2 separate regions of the Choristoneura fumiferana genome follow, and region 1 is linked to region 2. The links are chromatin contacts, called in public Hi-C maps. All regions are on one chromosome and are shown on one strand. Each heading gives the region's core, a stretch centred on a gene start, on an enhancer-like site or on the middle of the called end of the contact. The rest is flanking DNA. Distances are from core to core; before and after follow the strand shown. Region 1 holds the start of mTor (serine/threonine-protein kinase Tor). Region 2 holds the start of ND-75 (NADH dehydrogenase (ubiquinone) 75 kDa subunit).

Region 1 (4,744 bases), core at 1,887-4,386, 160 kb after region 2:
CGGAGCAGATAGCTAACTCGCGTATTTCCAAATGCTCATCATTCATAGCAATAAATAAAAAGCTCAAATTTTCTATTTGTGCCAAATGAGAGTCAAAAATTTCATTGAGAGATTCAAGTACCCAGTAGCGCACTTCATACTCTGGGTCAGTCACTGACACCACTAATAGTTTCCCCACAACTTCAGCAGTCAGGATGGTGAGAGTTTTAGAGGGAGTCTTCATTGTCCTCACAGTGGCATCTGCTAAAAGTTTAGCAGCAGTTTTGACAGCTTCTAGTCTAATCTCCTGCTGATCACTTTGGAGGAAGTGATCGGCGCATCGCCTTACGAACGTTAGTAAACTGTGATTGCCTTCAAATTGAAATGTCCCAAGGGTTCTCAGAGCCAAGACAATGCTGGCTGTGTCTTGCGGCTCACTGACTATATTGATATTACTCATTTGCTGCTCTAAACTTCTCGGCATACCTGGGTGCAAGAAGGGTTTATTCCTTAACACCAAGGAGAGCATATTAAGTAACCCTTCTGATATCTCTCCCCTTAGGACTGGTAGATGCTCGCTCAACTCTTTCAAGCAAATAGTCAAAGACGGGCTAAGACCAGTAGCAAACATGGCGTCTAACAACTCCCTGATATCATTTACTACCAGATCTTTGACGGCACTGCCCAGCAGAGCAATGCAAGCGAAGATGGATGGATCAATGTACACTCTTTTCTTGCTCTGTGTATCTCTCACTGGCAGTGCTTGTTTGATAACATCCATTATCCTGGGAATGTAGCTTTTGATTTCATTGTCAATGGAAGCAGCAACCAGGCCAATGGTGGTAAAGGCCATGTTGCGGTCTCGCTCACGGCTGCGCACCGACGACAGGAGGTAATTCATAGTAGAGCTGATATATTTCTTGAGGAAATATTCCTTGTTGAATGCAGCCAGCCGCGGGATTATTATGAGAAGAACTTGAGGCACCCCTTGGGCTTTTAACATTCGCTGCGCCATGACATCTGCAACATATTTTTTTTTTAAATACTGACGGTTGAAAGGAGAAATTGGTTAAGCAACATTTTTTGTGAATTTTTTTTAACATAGATCAAACAACAGAGAAAAATTCACTGATTCCGAACATGTACATAACTCAATATCTTAAAAAAATGTCTCTTAGTCAATTTCTCCTTTCAAACGTTGATATGTACAATTAATATGATTATGAAATAAAGATTTGAAAAATTATATTTTGTTAGTAAAATGCCTAAATTGAATGAGGAAAAGTTTTAAGTGTAAAAATCTTACCATGACAAATCTTTTCAAATTTTTCAGTCAACAATGTCCTGCATACAGCTGACTCATAAATAGAAACAGGGTATGTCACATTTTCCGTTTTAAACCCATCACATAGATATCCTCTCTTCACAGATGGACTGTGCAGTTTTGTACTTATAAAAATGATATCATCAGACATAGCAATATCCTTTTGTGTGTCTAGACTCTGCATAAGAGTTGTATATTTTTTTTCCCAAGCCGCATTAGAACACCGGAGCAATTCATTTAAGATAAGCAGTCCCCCATGCACTCTGTCTTCTTTGGTGATGCCTTTTTCTTTGGTTGGTATGTCTTCAAAAGACAGCATAGCTTCTTCATAGCACTGCATATACCACTGGGGCTTTGCTGTTGATTGCTTGGCTGTTTCTCTCTGTGTTGTTACTACAAAACCAGCTCTTAGGGCTTTTGCAGCAGCTTCCCGGATTTGAGGTTTAGGGTCTTTCAATGCTATTAGTATGTGATCAAAAAACCCTGATACTTGTTGATAGAAGTAGGTAGGCATAGCAATAGCCATTTCCTTTAGAAGCAGTACTGCAGAGTGGCGTCTTCCTTCATTCCTTTCTTCCGAGAGCCATTCAAATGCCCTTTTGACCTCAAAGTCGACATACTCGGCTCTCTTGACTCCAGACACTGTAGCCAGCCTGCCAACAGTCTTAGCTGCTAGTTCCATCACACCCACATCAGATGACGGCAGTAGATTCCGAAGGTAATTGGCAAACCTGGTTATGCGCGTTTTTGTTGTATCACAGTCACCTCCAATAAGACACACTGAAATGTAAAGTCAAAGTAATGGAGTTTGTCTCTTTGAAAGGCATTCTGTACAACTATGGCTTATAGTTAATACCACTTACTTATCCTTACTAGTATATGGGTGAATACCAAAAAGTTGCACACCGATAAAGCTGCATTAGCAGGTAGTTATAATTTCCATTAACTTTTTCCATTGTGACACGAAAATTATCCATACAAATGTATGATTAATCGTGCTAATGCAGCTTTAACGGTGTGCAACTTTTTGGTCTTCACCCATATATTCCTGCTGAAGGGCTACAGACATCATCATCAGCATACAAAATAATTTGAATTCCTCATATTTAAGGATATAGATAATGTTTAGCAGGGCTTTTAGGGCAAGGGTTAAAGGTCATTATTTAAATTTACAATGTGCTATAAAATAAATGTTAGGTCCAAATCTCACAGTCACAGCTGATATTAATACAAACATCTTTATTCAAAGATCGGCAAGACAAACTAAAATGCGTCACTCGTTACATTTGGAAATTAAAAAAGTACTTAGATTATAACCAAAGTAAAAGCATATGGATTTAAAAAATCAGTTTACATTTCGACCCTTTTTATTTTTATCTTTAGCATTTTACTGTTCTGTGTGGTCTTCAAAACATCCTAATAAATACTAAAGGTGAATACGCACCGATGGCGAGCACCCCCCCTTTCTTTTCGTGCACATCGCTGCTGGAAACCATCTCGAAGATTTGGTGATTGAATTCATCCAGGAACTGTGTTAGCTCATCTTGGGGCACTTCACGCAGCTCTGTTTTCGCATAGTGGTACAGCTCCCGCGCTGTCTTTATCTGCAAGTCTACATTGCGAGACTTCAGTCCCGCAACGAACTGGACCACTTGGTTAGACATGGTTGAGAAGAGTATATGCACGCGGTTACATCACAGATTAGCTTAGTCCATTATGTAGATGCACCAATCCATCCACTCCTGGATTAATTTACTGCCTAATCAATTCTAAACAAAATAAAAATAAACTCTGAATATTTCGGCCGTATTTTTGACAGTGTCTGTCTGTGACAGTCTGTGTCTCTGAAATGACAAGTAAAGCAAAGCTCATAGAAAAAAAAATTGGCTAGTGTTGTACTTGAATCATGTCGTCGTTAAAATAAATTCGTTCACATGCGATGCGAACCGATTATCGATTGTTGATGCTGTCAGTTCATATCATAGACTAGTAGTGTTCCGTCATAAAAAAAATCTATGGTTACATGGCCGATATTTCATTTCATTCATTTGTAGCTTCCTTTTCTGTCGTATAAATGATTATCTATATACGGGTGGTCGTCGTTGAAGATTTTCGTATAAATTGTTAAATGAAGGTGCTATAAGCGTTGATTTTATGAAAAAGCTGTAGGTTATAAATTGTTAAATAATGATCTTACTCGAGATCAATAATAGAATTATAGAAGATACGCTAACAGTAAAATATAAAAATGCACTGGCGCGGTGAGTACGTTACGCTTAGAAAGTAGCTGTTTTTGTAATCGTGATGTGTTTTTGTGCAGTGTTTGTGCGTGTGCATAAATTTAGTATGGTATTGTGATTCGGGCCCCACTTTCTAACCGGGAGTTGACCGCTATTATAACCCCTTTCCGGGAGTAAGTTGTACTTGACAAGTGTCAAATTCCTGGGGTGGGCCCACGTTGGCCGTCGTGTATCAGGAGCAATGGTATCTACTGCAATACTGTGGTGTCCTGTCCTGGAGTGAAGTGATTCGGCGCGCCGTCACCGCCTATCGCAGTGTGGATGAGTCATTCTCTCAGTACCTACCTACTGGCGGCGCGCGGATATGATCATCAAGTGTTTTGGATGCCACTGAACCCTTAGTAAACAATGCAATGCACTCGATATTCGAGACTGATATGCTTGCTTGCCACAATGAATTGACTTTATCTGCCTCACAGGATGTGGCCCTGACCAATTTTAATAGTTTTATTTTATTTCAGCTTAAAGCCAGAATCTATAGATGTAACGGTCGCAGATTTTGATGGAGTGCTTTTTCATATATCCAATGTAAATGGAGACAAAACCAAAGTTAGGGTATGTGTACATTATAAATACTTATTTAGATACCTATTGAAATCTAATTCCATTCACAATTAGATCTGGTACAGTCTACTACAAAAAGATCAATATATGGCTAAAGTTACAAAATTATAAATGAAACTTTATTGACTTGACATTAAGATTATATATACTTTTGTAACTTTGGTCATATCAATGTCTTTGGAGTTGACTGGACAAAGTTATGACTCAATAGTGTCAGGATATGATAAGCTTCTTACCAAAAGTAACCTACACATAAATATAAATTGGGTTTTCATTTAAAATTAGATATAAGAATATAGGAAATCTCTAGATGTTAGTACCAACAATTTGGCATCAAATCCAACCAACATAATGTTTACTGTGAGAATGTTGTCATCATCATCCCAGCCTATATACGTCCCACTGCTGGGCTCAGGCCTCCTCTCAGAACAAGAGGGCTGAGGGCTGGGTGAGAATGTTGTACCCGAATAAAAATTAGCCTCTGTACATCCTAAATAATCCACACAATGTTTTGCCAAGTTTCATCAAGACTGGTTCAGTAATTGCTGTGGAAAGATTACAAATGGACAAACAGACT
Region 2 (5,183 bases), core at 2,022-4,521:
AATAAAAAAACCGGCCAAGAGCGTGTCGGACACGCCCAAAATAGGGTTCCGTAACCATTACGAAAAAATTAAGTAATATTTTTCTAAGGATTTCGTATTTTATACGGAATCTTCCAAGTTTAGGTATATTTTATACCTTAGGCTGCTATTTACTCTTAAACTACTTATAATTCTCAAGCAAACTTAGCCGTTATAATTTTCCTTGAAAGTTTGTTATACTTACTACCATCCTGAATTTTTTCAAATTTTTCCACCCACCAGTTTAGATTTTAGAGGGGGGGACGCTCGATTTTCATGAAAATTTGCACTTGAAAGTTGAATATTTCGCAAACAAATCACTGAATCTAAAAATCGTCTTAGCAAACCCCTAATGGTTTTAAAAGACCTATCCAACGATACCCCACACTATAAGGTTGGATGAGAAAAAAAAACACCCCCACTTTACGTCTAAGCTTTCTAGCATTGATAGTCCCTGAGCAAAGCCGCGGACGGACAGACAGACAGACAGACAGACAGACAAACATGGCGAAACTATAAGGGTTCAGTTTTTGCCATTTTGGCTCCAGAACGCTAAAAACGACTCCTGTTTTGTCACAGAAAAATATTAATTTTAGTAAAATAAGTTTTAAGTTGTCCTAAATTCACTTAAGTCGTAGTGTAGGGCGTCCGGAGGCACAGTGGACGAACGACCTTAAGAGGGTCGCTGGCGGCGGATGGATGCGAGGGGCTGAAGACAGTGTTGTGGCGCGCCATGGAAGAGGCCTATGTCCAGCAGTGCCCAGGGCCCAGGGACCAGGGAGGTCATTACCCCCAATGAACCCTGCCCCCCTCCTGGATGAGCCCTTGGATTCAGAACATCAACCATGATTTACACTAACCTCTTTCCTGAGAAATGGATGTCGGTAAAGCGACTCTTGTCAGATCCAAAAGCCATAGACTGATCCTGGAGGTCACATTCACCACCCTGGTCACAAATAGGACAATCCAAAGGATGGTTCACAAGCAAGAACTCCATGACACCCTCGCGAGCTTTCCTAGTGAGGTCCGAGTTGGTCTTCACCCTCATGCCTTTCATCACTGGCATGGCACAGGCAGCGACAGGTTTGGGAGACCTCTCAACTTCAACAAGACACATCCTGCAGTTGCCAGCTACAGCCAGCCGCTCATGGTAACAGAATCTAGGGATCTCCACGCCAACTTGTGCTGCAGCCTATAAAATAATTAAAGATGTAAAATAATGAATAATAATTTTTTTATGGTCTAATGACATATCTCAAACATTATTTTCTCAAGGCCACTTAGTTATTTAAGGGTGGATCAACTATTTCTTGATGTTATTCTGTCCTGTCAGCGAGGGGACAAAAATAGTACAGTAGAAGAAATGTTCTGTCATATTATACTAACATGCTTAAAACTACCACAAAAACGCATGTTTGGCAAATTTTATTCCTATAAACTTACGGTTTAAAGAGTGACTCAGGAGAATGTAACTAGCAATGAGTGACAAGAAAAAGTTGATCGACCCATAGCCTCCTGGGTCCCCCCATCCTCACTTGAGGACATAAAAAAAAATAACTACTTGATTGATGTTTGGTTCAAATTGTGAAAACAGAAATTTTACGTCAAAATTAATAATAATTAAATATGATGGTGATGTTATGGGTACCAGGCAACAAATAAACTAAGTACTTAAAGAGATAGATGGGCCAATCAACTTTTTTACCGACACTAATCTGTCTGCAACATTTTTCAAACAAAAAAACTGCAATTTTTGTAAGTAAACATGTTTGTCTGTAATTTAATAGATGGTGTACACGAATAAATGCCATCCTATGTAAGTTCAACCTATTAAACCATGAAATATCTTGTTGGAAGTACAATTTTTTGGTAACGCCAGAGACAATTTGGTAACACAGGAGACGCCCAAAGTGTCAGTAAAATAGTTAATTGGCCCAGATACATACTTAAATAGGTCCATATTGAACTTCCAAGACTTGATAAACAAACATTCATATTTTTCATACATAATCATAATACAGGAGATCAACCCCCAAACCTCAAGCTTTGTAGCCAGATTCTCTAACAACTATAATAGCTTTTTTTTAACCCAATTAGTGGTCCCCAAGGGTAAAAGCCTTCTCCATCTTTTTCCACATTTCTTTGTCCAGAGCAATATTCATCCAGTTTTTTCCAGCTGTTTTTATGAAGTCTTTTTGCCTTGCCACACTTCTTTTTTCTACTTCTAAATTGATAACCCACTTATGATTGATGATTGGTATGGCTCTTATAATTGATATGGCAGAATATGGAACACTCTTGCAAGTGGCTGCATGCGGAGGGATTGGAGACTGCTGGGAGAGCCTTTGCCAACAGGCACACAGATGCCGAACATTGATACTTTTACTGTTAGGATATTATTATTTTGTATTTGCATCTGAACTAAGAAGCTTATTAAATAAAATTGTGATTGATGATTTAATAAATTAACAAAAGAGTATGAGCTTCTGTTACAATCATACCTATATATACAAACAAATTTGATGCTATTTGTTAATTATTAACTCCCAATTGTATTTTACAAAATAAGACTTTTTTTCTATAATTAACTGCAGAATAATGAACGAGGAGTCATAGGGGTTTCAAGAGTTCAAGTTTAGCAATACAACTGGTAACACACAACATCAGATCATTACCTGCAAGACAGTGGTGCCCGGAGCAACATACACAGGTTTGTCGTCAATGAAGAGTTCGACTTTGTCGGGCTGCGCCGGCACTTGGTCGGCGAAACGGCGCGTCGCGAGCGGCGTCACACGGGGTGCGCCCAGCGCGAGCGCCCGGGTAAGCGGCTGGCGCAGCATTCTGTGCACAACACACCAAATCAACCTCAACAACTAACTTACGCAAACACAGACTAACGACCACTTTAAGCACCTATAAACGTTCAGTATGATTCTCACACTAAGCGTCTTGTATGTATTAGTGTAAAAGTCCCAAATTACAAGATTTTACCGAGATAATTACACAAAATTATCTGTTATTGTTACATAAGTTTCGAACGTATAACCTAAATAATAAATATTATGTTGCTATAGTGTAAACAGTAACAACAAAATGATTTGAAACAAATTGATGATTATAAATATTACGATGAATTACGTCGTTTTTTTGTAAAAATCGTACCCAAAAATACAAATTACAAATTTCGATTAGTTGGATTGAAGTGACAGATCAAAGAACTGTCATTAGGTAAATCTGTTCGAGTCGAGGTCGAGACTTCGAGTAACCATAAAAGCCATCTACACAGCTAAAGAGAACAAAGAGTCAACAAAATTTGTCAAAGCTTGGCTTAAGCTTTAAATAGATCATATATCACGATTCATTATCAACCAATTTTATTTTTAATTGTATTACAAAAATTAGATAATTTTAGAATAAAATGCAAAATATTAATTAAAATTGGGTCACAGCGGTTTTAAAAACCACTTGAACAGCTTTGAATCATACAATCGATCTAGCAATCGAATGAAAAAGCAAAAATAATCGATTCAAAAATATGCGGTAAATGACGATCCCTACATCCCTTTATTTGCTTACTCTCTCTGTAATTTTTTTTTGTCCCTTTCCTTCTTTCTTTCATTTGCTCTTTGCCGGGCCGTGTGGTTGAGCGAACAAATCAGTTTATAATCCATAAAAAATGGCATTCGGAGACGTTAAAACCGCTCAGGGTCTCAATGAACTGAACAAATATTTAGCTGAGAAAAGTTATGTGTCCGGGTACGTACATAAAATACTAACCTATGTGCATAACCTAAAGAGTACACCACGTCAACCCCTTGGTCTTAACCTTGATTATTCGTGACTTACTCGTACTAGCTGAGCGACAGCTGTTTCTTCAAGATTACTTATCGCTCGTGCCCCATATTATCGTTCCTGCATTGTTGAAACTAAGAAAGAACATGAAATATCATCTTATCGGAAACATATTCTAGATGGACACCGTCTCAAGCTGATGTGCAAGTGTTCGAGCAGGTCGGCAAAGCCCCGGCCGGCAGCCTCCCGCACGCGCTGCGCTGGTACAACCAGATCGCGTCGTACTCTGCCGCGGAGCGCAAGGCCTGGGCCGCGGGAGTGAGCCCGCTGAGCGCTGGCGCCAAGCCCACCGCCGCGCCCGCTAAACCCGCTGATGATGATGACGATGATGTCGACCTGTTTGGCTCCGGTGATGAGGAGGAGGTAAATAATACTAGCTTCTAGTCTTTAATAATTTTACATAAAATCCATTTATCATGAGCTTGAAAGTGAAGAAAAACATCGTAAGGAAATCTGCAGACACAATATTCAATTGTGTGTGAAGTTCCCACTTTTCATTGGGCCTGCGTGGGAACTATGGCCCAACCCCTCTCGTTTTGAGAGGCTTGTTCACTGCAGTGGGACAGATATAGGCAGAGATGATTTTTTTTCCCCTGTTTAACCTGCAATCAGTCTTCTAGACTACAATCAGGTGGGTTACTAGAGGTTGGGGTTTGGCAAGGCAGAGCCACTGCTCCGTCTCCCATTAGTAAGGCAGCACATCAGCTCCCTTGAGTCTTTTAAGGGGCAAACATGATGAAATTCCATTTGTTGACTGCCTATTTATTTATTACAACTGGTGGTAATGATTTTTATTGATTTTATCTATATGAGAGAAATAATAAATAAGGTTTAAATTAGGTGGCTGTGCTATTTCCAACATAATGCAAACACTGATATATATTATCCTTATTTCCAGGATGCGGAAGCTGCAAGAGTCAGAGAAGAACGCCTGAAGGCATACTCTGAGAAGAAATCCAAAAAGCCCGCCCTTATTGCCAAGTCATCAATTCTCCTTGATGTCAAGCCTTGGGATGATGAAACTGACATGAAGGAGCTGGAGAAACATGTCCGCTCTGTTGTAATGGACGGTCTCCTGTGGGGTGCCTCCAAACTAGTACCTGTAGGTTACGGCATCCACAAACTGCAGATCATGTGCGTGATCGAAGATGACAAGGTCTCCGTCGACCTCCTCACAGAAACAATCCAAGAGTTTGAAGATTTCGTCCAGTCTGTTGACATTGCCGCATTCAACAAGATCTAAACCAAGCCAGTAAATTATTTTTAAGTTATGTTTTGAAATAAAATCACATTTTCTAACATTAAAAACTTTT

What was found. A called contact is a pair of places that touch in the nucleus more often than the background predicts.
Region 1: a contact with region 2 is called in a Hi-C map of whole pupa, with 2.4 times the contacts expected there. The contact joins the promoter of mTor here to the promoter of ND-75 in region 2. A contact is called at or near these places in 2 of 2 Hi-C or Micro-C datasets (both in whole pupa).

What each region holds. Positions count from the first base shown.
Region 1 is chr23:13,466,838-13,471,581 of NRCan_CFum_1, forward strand. mTor (serine/threonine-protein kinase Tor) reads right to left here and starts at 3,137. Exons shown (of 14, transcript XM_074105966.1): 1 at 2,748-3,137; 2 at 1,286-2,083; 3 at 1-999. The coding sequence starts at 2,967. It overlaps LOC141440640 (actin-related protein 2/3 complex subunit 2-like), which reads left to right and starts at 3,324. Exons shown (of 8, transcript XM_074105157.1): 1 at 3,324-3,564; 2 at 4,065-4,158. The coding sequence starts at 3,491.
Region 2 is chr23:13,306,525-13,311,707 of NRCan_CFum_1, forward strand. ND-75 (NADH dehydrogenase (ubiquinone) 75 kDa subunit) reads right to left here and starts at 3,272. Exons shown (of 14, transcript XM_074105726.1): 1 at 3,181-3,272; 2 at 2,694-2,859; 3 at 879-1,210. The coding sequence starts at 2,858. eEF1beta (elongation factor 1-beta) reads left to right here and starts at 3,617. Exons shown (of 3, transcript XM_074105733.1): 1 at 3,617-3,774; 2 at 3,990-4,233; 3 at 4,769-5,171. The coding sequence starts at 3,695. The coding sequence ends at 5,113.